Linked DNA regions of Sus scrofa: region 2 is linked to region 1. Evidence: chromatin contacts called from public HiChIP or PLAC-seq data. All regions are on one chromosome and are shown on one strand. The core of a region is the stretch at or near the end of the contact, and the rest is flanking DNA. Distances in the headings are between cores, read along the strand shown.

Region 1 (6,082 bases), core at 2,679-5,178:
TCAGGTTGATTACAAAAGACTACTTTTTTTCCCCTCACTTTTTAAATTTTTTTTTTTAATCTTTTTGCCATTTCCCGTGGCATATGGAGGTCCCAGGCTAGGGGTTGAATCGGAGCTGCAGCTGCCAGCCTACACCACAGCACAGCAACACGGGATCCAAGCCTCGTCTTCGACCTACACCACAGCTCAGGCAACGCCAGATCCTTAACCCACTGAACAAGGCCAGGGATCGAACCTGCACCCTCACGTTCCTAGTCGGCTTCATTAACTACTGAGCCACGATGGGAACTCCTAAATACTTATTTTATTTTATTTATTTTTAAAAATGATTTTTAGGGATTTCCTGTCGTGGCGCAGCAGAAATGAATCTGACTAGGAACCATGAGGTTGTATGTTTGATCCCTGGCCTTGCTCAGTGGGTTAAGGATCTGGCGTTGCCCTGAGCTGTGGTGTAGGTCACAGACGTGGCTCGGATCTGGCGTGGCTGTGGCTGTGGTGTAGGCCTGCGGCTACAGCTCCAATTTGACCCCTAGCCTGGAAATCTCCATATGCCGTGGGTGCAGCCCTAAAAAAAAAGACAAAAAAAAAAAAAAAAGATTATTTTATTATGTTTACAGTTCGTCAATTTTACTACACAAGGACCAGTACAAAAAAAAAAAAAAAAAAAAAGATTTTTATTTTTTCCATTATAGCTGGTTTACAGTGTTCGGTCAATTTTCTACTGTACAGCAAGGTGACCCAGTTACACATACATATATACATTCTTTTTCTCGCATTGTCATGCTCCATCATAAGTGACTAGATATAGTTCCCAGTGCTACACAGCAGGATCTCATTGCTAATCCATTCCAGAGGCAATCATTTATATCTATTAACTCCAAGTTCCCAGTCCATCCCACTCCCTCCCCCTTGGGGAGTCTCTTCACCAAGTCCATGATTTTCTTTTCTGTGGAAAGGTTTATTTGTGCCATATATTAGATTCCAGATATAAGTGATATCATATGGTATTGCATTGAGATCCTGCTGTTGTCTTTCTCTTTCTGACTTACTTCACTTAGTATGGGAGTCTCTAATTCCATCCATGTTGCTGCAAATGGCATTATTTTGTTTTTTTATGGCTGAGTAGTATTCCATTGTGTATATATACCACATCTTTTTTTTTTTTTTTTGTCTTTTGTCCTTTTAGGGCCTCACCCAAGGCATATGGAGGTTCCAGGCTAAGGGTCTAATCTGTAGCTGCTGGCCTACGCCACAGCCACAGCAATGCAGGATCCAAGCCATGTCTTCAACCTACACCACAGCTCATGGCAACACCAGATCCTTAATCCACTGAGTGAGGCCAGGGATCGAACCCACAACCTCATGGTTCCCAGTTGGATGCGTTTCCGCTGTGCCATGATGGGTACTCCTATACACATCTTAAACCGTTCATCCGTCAATGGACATTTACATTGTTTCCATGTCTTGGCTATTGTGAATAGTGCTGCTATGAACATGTGGGTGCATGTGTCTTTTTTAAGAAAAGTTTTGTCCGGATATATGCCCAAGAGTGGGATTGCTGGGTCATATGGTAGTTCTATGTATAGTTTTCTAAGGAACCTCCATACTGTTTTCCATAGTGGTTGTGCCAGTTTACACTCCCACCAACAGTGTAGGAGGGTTCCCTTTTCTCCACACCCTCGCCAGCATTTGTTATTTGTTGACTTGTTAAAGATGGCCATTCTGAATGGTGTGCGGTGGTATCTCATAGTAGTTTTGATTTGCATTTCTCTAATGATCAGTGATGTTGAGCATTTTTTCATGTGCTGTTGGCCATCTGTATATCTTCTTTGGAGGAATGTCTATTCAGGTAAAGATTACTTTCTTAATGGAAAGGGCAATAATTTATTATCACTGAAATAGACACTTATTGTGGATACAGATTTGTCTTCCCTCCCGGAGATACGTCTCCCCAAACACAGCCTGGACTATAAGGCTGGACTCACAATTATTGCATATGCTCCACTGTGGCTCCAGCATCGTATAACTCTACATGGCCATGATCTAACACACGAATACAAAAATCTTATGTCTTGAGGGAGGCAAGGCACCCTGGAGAGGGCTGAATAGGGACTGGGTTGAGAATTATTTGGGTTATCAAACCAGGGTTAGCTTTACCTCTGAGGGGACAGCAGAGCAGTTTAAGAAAAAGCCGGTGCTGGAGACCCATTGGTGTCAAATGAGTCTTCCCCAGCTGAGGGTGACCCGGTCCCCAACCCCCAGCCATGTTCAGCCGCTGGCAAACGGGAGCTGCTTTCTTTATTCTCTGATGAGGCATTTCTCTTGCTGCTCCATTACCATTTTTTGCCCTGGGAAGCGACTTCTTCTTTGGGATTTCTTAATTCTCTGACTTTCTTCTGAATGAGGCTCCACAAAACCTGTCCTGGGGGCACTCCCAGATTGAACAGACTCTCTGGCCTAATCTTTCAACCTGGGGCCACTCTGTCATCCCTACAGCCCCCCAGGGTGTGTCATGCATATCCAGTTTGCCATCCAAGAGCCTTCTCTCAGGCAGAAAGACTCCAGAGAATGGGCTCTGGGAGTGTGCTGCGTTTGGGGGTGTTCAAAAGAAAGAGAAGAGGGGAACCAGCTCTTCATAGAGAAGCAGAGGCTGGTGATCGTCTACTTGGTTCGTCAGTTAGAGACCCCAAACCAGATCCATCGGGGCTACCATGTAAGCCCCAGGACGGGCCATTTGGCAATTACGTGGACTGTTTGAGCCGTATTCATCCTTAACATCACACAGTGATGAAGGCCATGAACCCATTGTGACCTATGACTTTGCCTGTGACCTCTTGGGGTGAAAATTAAGCACAAAATTCTGCCCTCAAGGTTTTTAAATATTAGTGATTGGATCCTGTTACGGACTGAATTGCATCCACCCTGAAATTCATATATGAAGGCCCAGCGCCAGTATCTCAGGATGTGACTGTATTTGGAGATGGGACCTTTAAAGAGGCAGTTAAAATAAAATGAGGCTGACTGTGGAAAACAGTATGGAGGTTCCTTAGAAAATGAAAAAAAGGAAAGATGAGAACTCTGACTCAAAACGCACAGACACCCCAATGTTCATAGCACCACTATTTATAATTGCTAAGACATGGAAGCAAGCTTAATGTCCATCCATATAGGAATGGGTAAAGAGGTAGTACATATATACAATGGAATATTACTCAGCCATAAAAAAGAATGAAGTAATGCCATTTGCAGCTACATGGATGGACATAGAGATTATCCTAACAAGTGAAGTCAAATACTATATAATATCACTTACATGTGGAATCTAAAAAACAATGTGAATGAATCTGAATATAAAACAGACTCACAGACACAGAAAATGAATTTATGCTTACAAAAGGGGAAAGAAGGGGAGATAAATTAGGTGCATGGGATTGACAGATACAAACTATTATACTAAAATAGATAAGCAATAGGATTTACAGTATAACACAGGGAACTATAGTCAATATTTTGTAATAACTTATAATGGAAAAGAATCTGAAAAAAATGTAATTGAGTCACTTTGCTGAACACTTGAACACAACATTGTAAGTCAATTATACCTCAATTAAAAAAAAGAATAGTAACACACACACAAATAAAATAAAATGAGGCTGCTTGTGCGACCCTAATCCAACCCGACTGGTGTCCTTATGAAAAGAGGAGAGTAGGGCACACAGGGAAATGGCCATGTGGGGACACAGTGAGATGGAGGCCACCTGCAAGCCTAGGAGAGAGGGCTCAGAAGAAAACAAATTGTCCTCACCTTGATCTTGGATGTCAGCCCCCTGATACTTTGTTATGGCAGCTGAGCGGACTAAGACAGGTCCCTTGGACCAGGTGTGGGGGTCGGGTGAATGCTGGAGTGTGCACGGTGTTGGGCTCCTGGTCTGTGTAGAAAATGGTCCACCAGTCACCCTGGGGACTGACTGTAGACCTCGACTCCCTGGCCCACCCAGCCAGCCTGCTGCCCTCTCTCTTCAAGACACACTATTCCCTGCTGTGGGTGGGACTTGTGCCCTGGTGTCAGGGACGGAGAGAAAATAGAATCAGAGATGTGGGTTAGCAGTAGGATGGGGAAGCAAGAAAAAAGCAAATTCATTTATAGTCTGTGGAGAGCCAACCAAGGATCCCGATGGGAAACAGGGCCAGGCAGGAAGGCCCCGCTTTCCTAAATAGAACTCTGTTTTGACATGCTCCCTGCAGCTGTTCGCGCCACCCTTGTCGGTCTAGCCAAGCGCCAAGGATGGAAAGGATGTTAGCGCTCACTGCGCCATCTGGTGGCGATATGGGAGAGGTACAGTGGATCTTGGGCACACAGCTCTATCTCCCCAAAACTCAGAGAAACGCCTTCTATTCTTTGAGAGTAACAGAGGGGTTGGATACAAAAAGCTCTTAGGGAAGAGAGAGATAGTGCCAAGACCACTGGACTGGGGCTAAAAGTGAACTCTTGGTATCACTTAGTTACACAATCTTGGGCAAGTTTATGAATCTCTTTGTGCCTCAGTTTCTTTCTTTCTTTCTTTTTTTTTTTTGGTCTTTTTTGCCTTTTTCTAGGGCCGCTTCCGCGGCATATGGAGATTCCCAGGCTAGGGGTCTAATTGGAGCCGTAGCCACCAGCCTACGCCAGAGCCACAGCAACGCGGGATCCGAGCCGCGTCTGCGATCTACACCACAGCTCACGGCAACGCTGGATCCTTAACCCACTGAGCAAGGCAGGGATCGAACCCGCAACTTCATGGTTCCTAGTCGGATTCGTTAACCACTGCGCCAAGACGGGAACTTCCTCAGTTTCTTCTTGTAAAAAATGTGGGTGACACCAGAGGGATTTTGTAGGATTATTGTAATAAAGGCCCCCACAACAGGAATGTGGTGCCCCTTACATGATTGTGTAAATAATCAAAAAATGATTACTGCTGCAGGCACTGCCTTTTTAATTTCAGCAGTGGGCTGGGGAGGGGGATCTGGAATGCGTTGTGAGAACAGGATAGGGTGGGTCAAAGGAGTTTCATCTGGGACTGGGAGACCCCTCTGCCCGCACAGGAATCAGGCCTGGTGTTCTCAGACCTGACCTTGACTTCTTGTTTCAGAAGAAGACCCTGCCTACCTGTGATCAGGGACAGCAGGGTCCCATCACCTCAGGCATCCAGGCATAGGGGGTTGCTTTATATTATTTCTTTTTGAAATCTCCTCCAGGCCTAAGAATATTACAAGTCTGTGAACTAAAGCAACATTAACAAGAACATCAGTCAAAGGCACCAATTATCAAACACATAATGCAAAACAGGCTAACATTAGGACTACATAGAACATTGGCCATTTGGGTTAAAAGTGAGAAGGAGGAGGAGTGTTTCAGGCCGAGAAAGGGTTTCACATCTTTGAAGGTAACTAAAATATTTTCCCCACACATTTAAAAAAGAAAGATGGTCTCTCTTCTGTCAGCATGGGGATATAGGGCATGTGTTTATCTATGGCCGCCCTGGCAGAGGCTGTGTTCTTTCTTAGTGATACCTCTGCTTTCTCTAGCACACGAGCCTTGAAATACAGGATTCAGCTAGGCAAGGGTCCCAACCAAAGACCTGGAAAATATTCACTCCACTGGAAAGAAGACTCAGGGATGGGCTCTTAAACCCTCTTGGGGCCCTGGAGTCTTAAGATCAATGACCTTGACCATCTTTGGATACATAGGCACTTCAAACTGAGCCCCCTCTTTTTATTCAATTCCTCTCTCACGAACTTACACTAATGGTTTACATGAAAATCATGAATCTACCTGGTTGCTCAAGTCAGAAACCAGGAAGGTGAGAATCCTTAACTCCTGCCTTCACTCTACTGCACCCCTTTATCAGACCTCTTAGCACGCCCTGCCCAGTGCTCTTGACTTCATCTCTCTCCTGAATCCTCAGCCACGTGCTCCACCTTGGCTCCACTGTGGCTGACTGACTCCCTGTGGGGTATCTGCAATCTGCCATCTGAAGACCACCAATCAGAGCCCTGGTGTCCCTGGCTCCTGTCTGAAGTGCTGAACTGCAGGGTACAGGTG
Region 2 (6,082 bases), core at 2,015-4,514, 110 kb before region 1:
CAGCTGGCCTGTGGCATTGGATACCAAAGGGAAGGCTTGGCCAGGGCACTCTGGGAATTTTAAGAAAGGCTTGTGGGTTTTCAAAGACAAAAACACTATATTCCATCCTGCAGCTATAAAGGAAGAGTTGTTTTCTAGCATAAAAGTAGGTGACAACTCCTTTCCAGGAGGGAAGCCTAGCTCTCCCTGCCATCCCGCTGCTTTCACATTTCCCTCTGACGTGTCCTGTGAAGACAGCAGTGGCTCATCAGTTCTCTTAGAACCTCCCTGAGTCTGGCCTAAGGCTGTGATTACGTTCCTCCTCCACCCCTGCTCACCTGCACAGCTCCCTGCAGAGAACAGGAGCTAAACAAGTATTAATAGACTCGTCTCCCCTAATATGGAAGACACTGCCAGAAAGAAACTTTATTTTTGCATGCATCCAGTCAAATCAATCTCATTCATCTATAGTCTCACTTTGAACAAAGGACACTGAAACACCTAAGAAGGTCCTAGGCCCTAAGTCAGATGGCACCTGGGGCAAGAAGGTCAGCACATGGTGAAAGGAATGTGTCCGTGGTGTAGGGGCATCTTTTTTTTTTTGTTTTGGCCACACCCCTGGATCCTTAATTGCTGCACCACAAGGGAACTCCAAGGGGCATCTTTCGTGTGGGGGGAAAAGGAACAGCCACGCCCTCGCCCACTCCAAGAGGGCCTCTATGTCCACCCTCCTTGGGTGTTCTATTTCTTGGAAAGCACACCTTGATCTGGATCCACACATTATTAGAGCCTCCCTCTGGAAAGCTCACCTGTGTCTCTGAATCTCATCTGCAGCTCATCTTTCCTCAACTGCAACATCATGATAACACTAGGAATCCCTATCCTCCAAGGGTCGTGGCGACGAAACAGGCTCCGTAAGTAAAGCACCGCCCCCAGTCCCTGACACCAAGTGAGGGTGCCACTCATTCAGTTCCTGCGTGTGTAAGCAAGCACATGGAGTGCACGGGCACAGAATCCTCAGACTGTGTGTACCCCATCACACAGGACATCCGCAGACCAGGGTTTGGGAACTCATTAAAACCACAACTCCATGTCCCTAAATTAAAATACTTCATAAAAAAATAATATTCCTCACAGCAGAATATTACTCAGCCACGAAAAAGAATGCAGTAATGCCATTTACAGCAACATGAGTGGACCTAGAGATGATCATATCATGTGAAGTAAGTCAGAAAAGGAAAGACAAAATGTCCTATGATAGCACTTATATGTGGAATCCCAAAAACAATGCAAATGACCTTATTTGCAAAATAGAAACAGACTCACAGACATGGAAAACGAACTTATGGTTACCGAAGAGGAAGTGTCAGGGAGGGATAAATTAGGAATCTGGAATTCACAGATACATACTACTATATATAAAATAGATAAATAACAAGGACCTGCTGTGTAGCACAGGGAACTATACTCAAGATCTTGTAATAACCTATAATGGAAAAGAATCTGAAAAAGAATATATTTATATGTTCACACATACATATATGTATAAAACTAAATCACTCTGCTGTACACCTGAAACTAACACAACACAAAACCAATTATACTTCAATAATGGAGCTCTAGTTAACCTTCTAGCACACTGAAAAAATCCCACGAGAAACCTAAGACTTTCCTTATCATCCTCTTGTGTTTTTATTTTCTTGCTCATTGCCATTATTTTCCAAGAGTAGGAAATGAATTCAGTCCCAGGTGCTGATTCTTCAAAGTGGCACCACGGTTAAGAGCACTTAGCGACTCTGACAAGAGCCCTGCACTTCCTGTGGGTGAGCTGGGATCAGCAGTAATAAGAGCTGCCCCACAGAGTTACTGGGAGGATTGAATGGCCACGTGCACAGAAGCCTTTGCTCAGCATCCACCTGGAGGAAGTACTCAGGAAACGCTGGCCACATGATCAGCCCTCAGACCAAACCTCTGGGCCATGCAGTTTGGTCTCTTGTCAACAAGTTACCTATACTTACAGCAAGGCAAGTAGTTCCTATCTATCTGTCCATCTGGCACATTGTACCAGATTATGGTTAAAACAGCTTACAGAAGTGTTGTTCTGTTTACGTTAAAGTATGCCCAATGGTAGCAATGATTTTAGAAACAAATGAATGCCATGAATTGGTATCTGAATGTTATATCTTTTTTTTGGAGGTTTCTAGGCTAGGGGTCGAATCGAGCTGTAGCCACTGGCCTACACCACAGCCACAGCAATGCCAGGTTGGAGCCACGTCTGCAACCTATACCACAGCTCATGGCAACGCCAGATCCTTATCCCACTGAGTGAGGCCAGGGATCGAACCTGCGTCCTCATGGATACTAGTAAGATTTGTTTCTGCTGAGCCACAATGGGAAGTCCTGAATGTTTTTTTGTGGGTTTTTTTTTTTTTTTTTTTTTGGTCTTTTTGTCTTTCGAGGCCTGCACCCATGGCATATGGAGGTTCCCAGGCTAGGGGTCTAATGAGCTGTAGCTGCTGGCCTATGCCACAGCCACAGCAATGCCAGATCCGAGCTGCATCTTCGACCTACACCATAGCTCGTGGCAACGCCAGATCCTTAACCCACTGAGCAAGGCCAGGGATTGAAACCGCAACCTCACAGTTCCTAGTCGTATTCTTTTCCACTGTGCCATGATGGGAACTCCTCCTGAATGTTCTGACTGTTACTCAGGTAGTCTCCCTATAACCCCAAATAATTCATAGTTCACATTGGACTTGAAAAAAAAAACTCTGAAGATGGACTTGATTTTGCACCAGTGGGTCTCTCTCTTGTCTCCTGTGCTCTTCTTTTTGATAAGAAAAATCATGTCGTCATTGTGAAATTCCAGAACTTATTTTAAGGAGCATCCTAAGTAGCATTTATTATCATTAGCTGCCACTGCTTTAAAGGGTTGTCGCTGAGCTGTGTGCAGCCTGGAATGATGCTTTGGCCTAATTCACATCAGCCGTGAAAGCCTCAGAGTTAATAACAGTGTCAGTTTCATTTCACATGACACATGTCCTTTTCTGTTTCTACCCGCCCTTTAAACAGAAGTTGTAGCTTCAGTACTTGTTACTGGCTGCCAAGGAGAGCAAGTCACTGCCAGAACAACTTTAAAGCCATCTCAGGGGTGCAAGAAGGAACACGCAAACCCTGGCAATTTCCCTGCAGATTAAATGCACATGATCTGATCCTGCTTATGTTAACAAGCCAGAGGACTGGAGGACAGCAAACTACAGCTGGGCAGGAAAAGCTGCACACAGCTGCCCGGCTCCTAGGAGGAAGTGGCACTCTTGGGCTGAGCCAGGGTCAACAACGCCATAGACTCTCAGCTGTATCCTCTAAGGATGCATCAGAGACACTTGACTTCTGGAAGAGAGCATTCAGGCAGCACGGGAAAACTATGAAGATAGTTGTAGGGCCACTACATGGAAAAGAGATTGTGTACATTGTACACAAGAGAGAAAGAGGGAGAATTAGGGCCAAGAATTAGGGCTGGATGTTACAGGGCAACCCATTTGGGCTCAATAGAAAGAACTTTCTACTCATCAGAGCCCAACAGCTAATTCCAGAGTGTCTATATGTTTGTCCAGACAGCGGCCTCCAGGGATAACGGCAAGGTTCTCATTCTGGAGGTTTTCCAATAAGGGGTGCAATGCACAATGGCGGGGCGGGGGGTGCTCAGGCCAAGAGGGAGGTAGGATTATTTGATTTTTTAAAAAAATAACAGCTTCAGGTCCTGCTGTGGTGCAGTGGGATCGACAGTGGCTTGGGAGCACTGAGGCATGGGTTTGATCCCCTGGCCAGCACAGTGGGTTAAGGATCTGGCATTGCTGCACCTGTGGCAGTGGTTGTGACTTGGGCTTGGATCTGATCCCTGGCCCAGGAACTCCATATGCAGCAGGGTGGCCGAAAATGAAAAATAACAGCTTCGCTGAGATGTAATTCACATCTTGTAAAATTCATCCATTGAAAGTGTACAATTCAGTAGTTGTCAGTTTTGCAACCATCACTACTAAGTTGAGAAGCTTTCATCACCCTCCAAAGGAACATCTCTACTCATTAGCCTTCCCTGCCCCCAGCCCTAGGCAACCACTGATCTATGCCCTGTCTCTGTGGCTATAGAGAACTATTCACATAAATGGAGTCACACGTTTCGTGGTCTCTGGTGATGGGCTTCTTGCACTTAGCATGATTTCGAGGCACGTCCATGTTGTAGCACGTGCCAGTATTACACCCCTCTTGGTTTTCAAATGACACAGACTCTCTGATTTTAAAGGTTTTTTCCCCCCGACACTGTGACCTCATGCCCCAGGTTTAGGATTTTATTGTCCTCCTTTCTTTCAGATCATAAAAGAATGCCCTAATCTCCACTGTGCAGCATCATTTCAACTTGTCCAATTACTTCAAATAACACTATCCTTAATTTTCCAGAATGAGACAACTGGAGACAAAAAAGCCACAATAAAACAGCAACCGCTAAGTCCAGCATTCCAACAGCATTTCTACTCTCCAAAGCACTTTTTCCATTTCTTGGCCTGCCTGCCAAGGCCAAAGAGTGGGGCTGTTTCAATTCTGAGTTTCAAGGCAACCTCAAGGCCCTGGCAGACGACCCTAAGATACCCTGAGGGAGCACCTTGCTCGGGGCAGCAAAACACCTTTTAGATGTCCTCCTCATTCTAGGGGCCTCGAGCCGGATCCGCCCCGGTGGCTGGCAGCTTGGTGTCCTACTCACATGTCATAGATGCAGTTTGGAGTGAAGGAGTGATTTGCCTTGTGTCCCAAGGAGGCACAGTACTTGGATACATGGTTGTAGGGCTCAGGCACGTCAATGACCGTTTCTTCATCGAGGGAGAGGGTGTTCCCATTAAGAGCCCAGTCCCTGCTGTCAACCTGAAAAGAACAAGAAAGTGAACTTTAGAAAGGACCTTCCAGGAGCTGAGATATTAACTCATTTATCCTTGAACTTCAGGGTTTGAATGCCATGTACATGAAAAGAGCCTATGGGCCCCCTTGCACCTCCGAGGTGTAGACCCCGCAGGCTGAAGGTGCGAAGGGCATAGGTAGGCAGCTCAACCCACTACAGATTTTCTCCTGTCTTATGCCAGTAAAGGATTTGAAGATCTTTACAAAGACACAAAAATATCACATGTCCTGAACTAAAAGCAGTGAGTGTTACGTAAATGAGCCAAAGATGGCCTTGAGGGTATTTCTTCACTGCCAGCTGAGACCTGTTACCTTAAAGGCCCACCAGCACCAAACCCAAATGTTTACACATCCCATTGTTTTTAAGTAGCCCAAACAGAGCAGATTTTAGCCATTAAATCTGCTTTACCCACCAAGCATGGTTGATGCACATCTGCTAAGAGCAGACAGATAAACCCAGGACCATAAAGACACCAGACTGCGGCTGTCCTCTGGAGCTCTTTGGCCCGGAGAATCCTCCTGTTCTACACAGTACCTGGGCATGTCAGTTCCCTCTCTGATCCCTTTCCCGGGAGTTCCCTTGCTCCCCTCTGCTCTGGACAGCAGCCCCTGTGCCATAAGCTTCTGACCATCTCCTGCTGGGATGACACTCCCCTCTGTGTAACCTCGTATAACCCTGTAATCACCACCCAAGACCTATAAAGCTTGTCCTGTGCTGCTGCCTCTTGTGGGTTTTTTTTTTTTTCTCCAATCAGCCCCTCAAAACCCATGAACCGCTACAGTGAGAAAGATGAGGCAAAAGAAAAATAAAAGACCATCAAATGGAACCAGAAACCTAAGGAATGCAAAATTGAGTGCCAGGAGAAGTCCTACAACTTTGCTGCAGGTGGGCAATCCTTGTGACCAGCAGAGAGAGTCACAGACAAGCAGGGTGCTTTCCCACTTACGACAGGACTCACTATCCACTGTGCAACCACCTTCTCCCAACCAATCCCCACCAAAGTACCCCAGTATCTGTGGATCCAGCAGGAACAGCCTATAGAACCAACAGAATCACATTCAAAACTGTTGACTCTCAGAGGTTCACCATCTCTCCCGTCTCTCAACTACAATCATGCTTTTATTTGCACCTGATATTCATTCAACAGATATTGAC

The links. HiChIP or PLAC-seq counts read pairs in DNA pulled down with a chosen protein or histone mark.
Region 2: an H3K27ac HiChIP or PLAC-seq map of skeletal muscle shows a contact between it and region 1, with 3 times the contacts expected there. The contact joins two enhancer-like sites. A contact is called at or near these places in 14 of 47 Hi-C or Micro-C datasets (alveolar macrophages, embryonic fibroblasts, epiblast stem cells and 9 more) and 1 of 2 datasets of contacts at active chromatin or transcription factors (skeletal muscle).

The regions. Positions count from the first base shown.
Region 1 is chr8:87,402,492-87,408,573 of Sscrofa11.1, reverse strand. No RefSeq gene overlaps it. Among named protein-coding and RNA genes, the nearest start is that of MGST2, 11 kb to the right of the region's middle. Within about 2 kb of position 3,928, at least 8 of the 83 cell types and tissues checked have an H3K27ac peak or open chromatin away from gene starts, as enhancers often do. A contact at or near this core is called in skeletal muscle, where this site is marked.
Region 2 is chr8:87,514,878-87,520,959 of Sscrofa11.1, reverse strand. SETD7 (histone-lysine N-methyltransferase SETD7) reads right to left here. Exons shown (of 9, transcript XR_002346776.1): 8 at 4,736-4,893. Among named protein-coding and RNA genes, the nearest start is that of SETD7, 40 kb to the right of the region's middle. Within about 2 kb of position 3,264, at least 6 of the 83 cell types and tissues checked have an H3K27ac peak or open chromatin away from gene starts, as enhancers often do. A contact at or near this core is called in skeletal muscle, where this site is marked.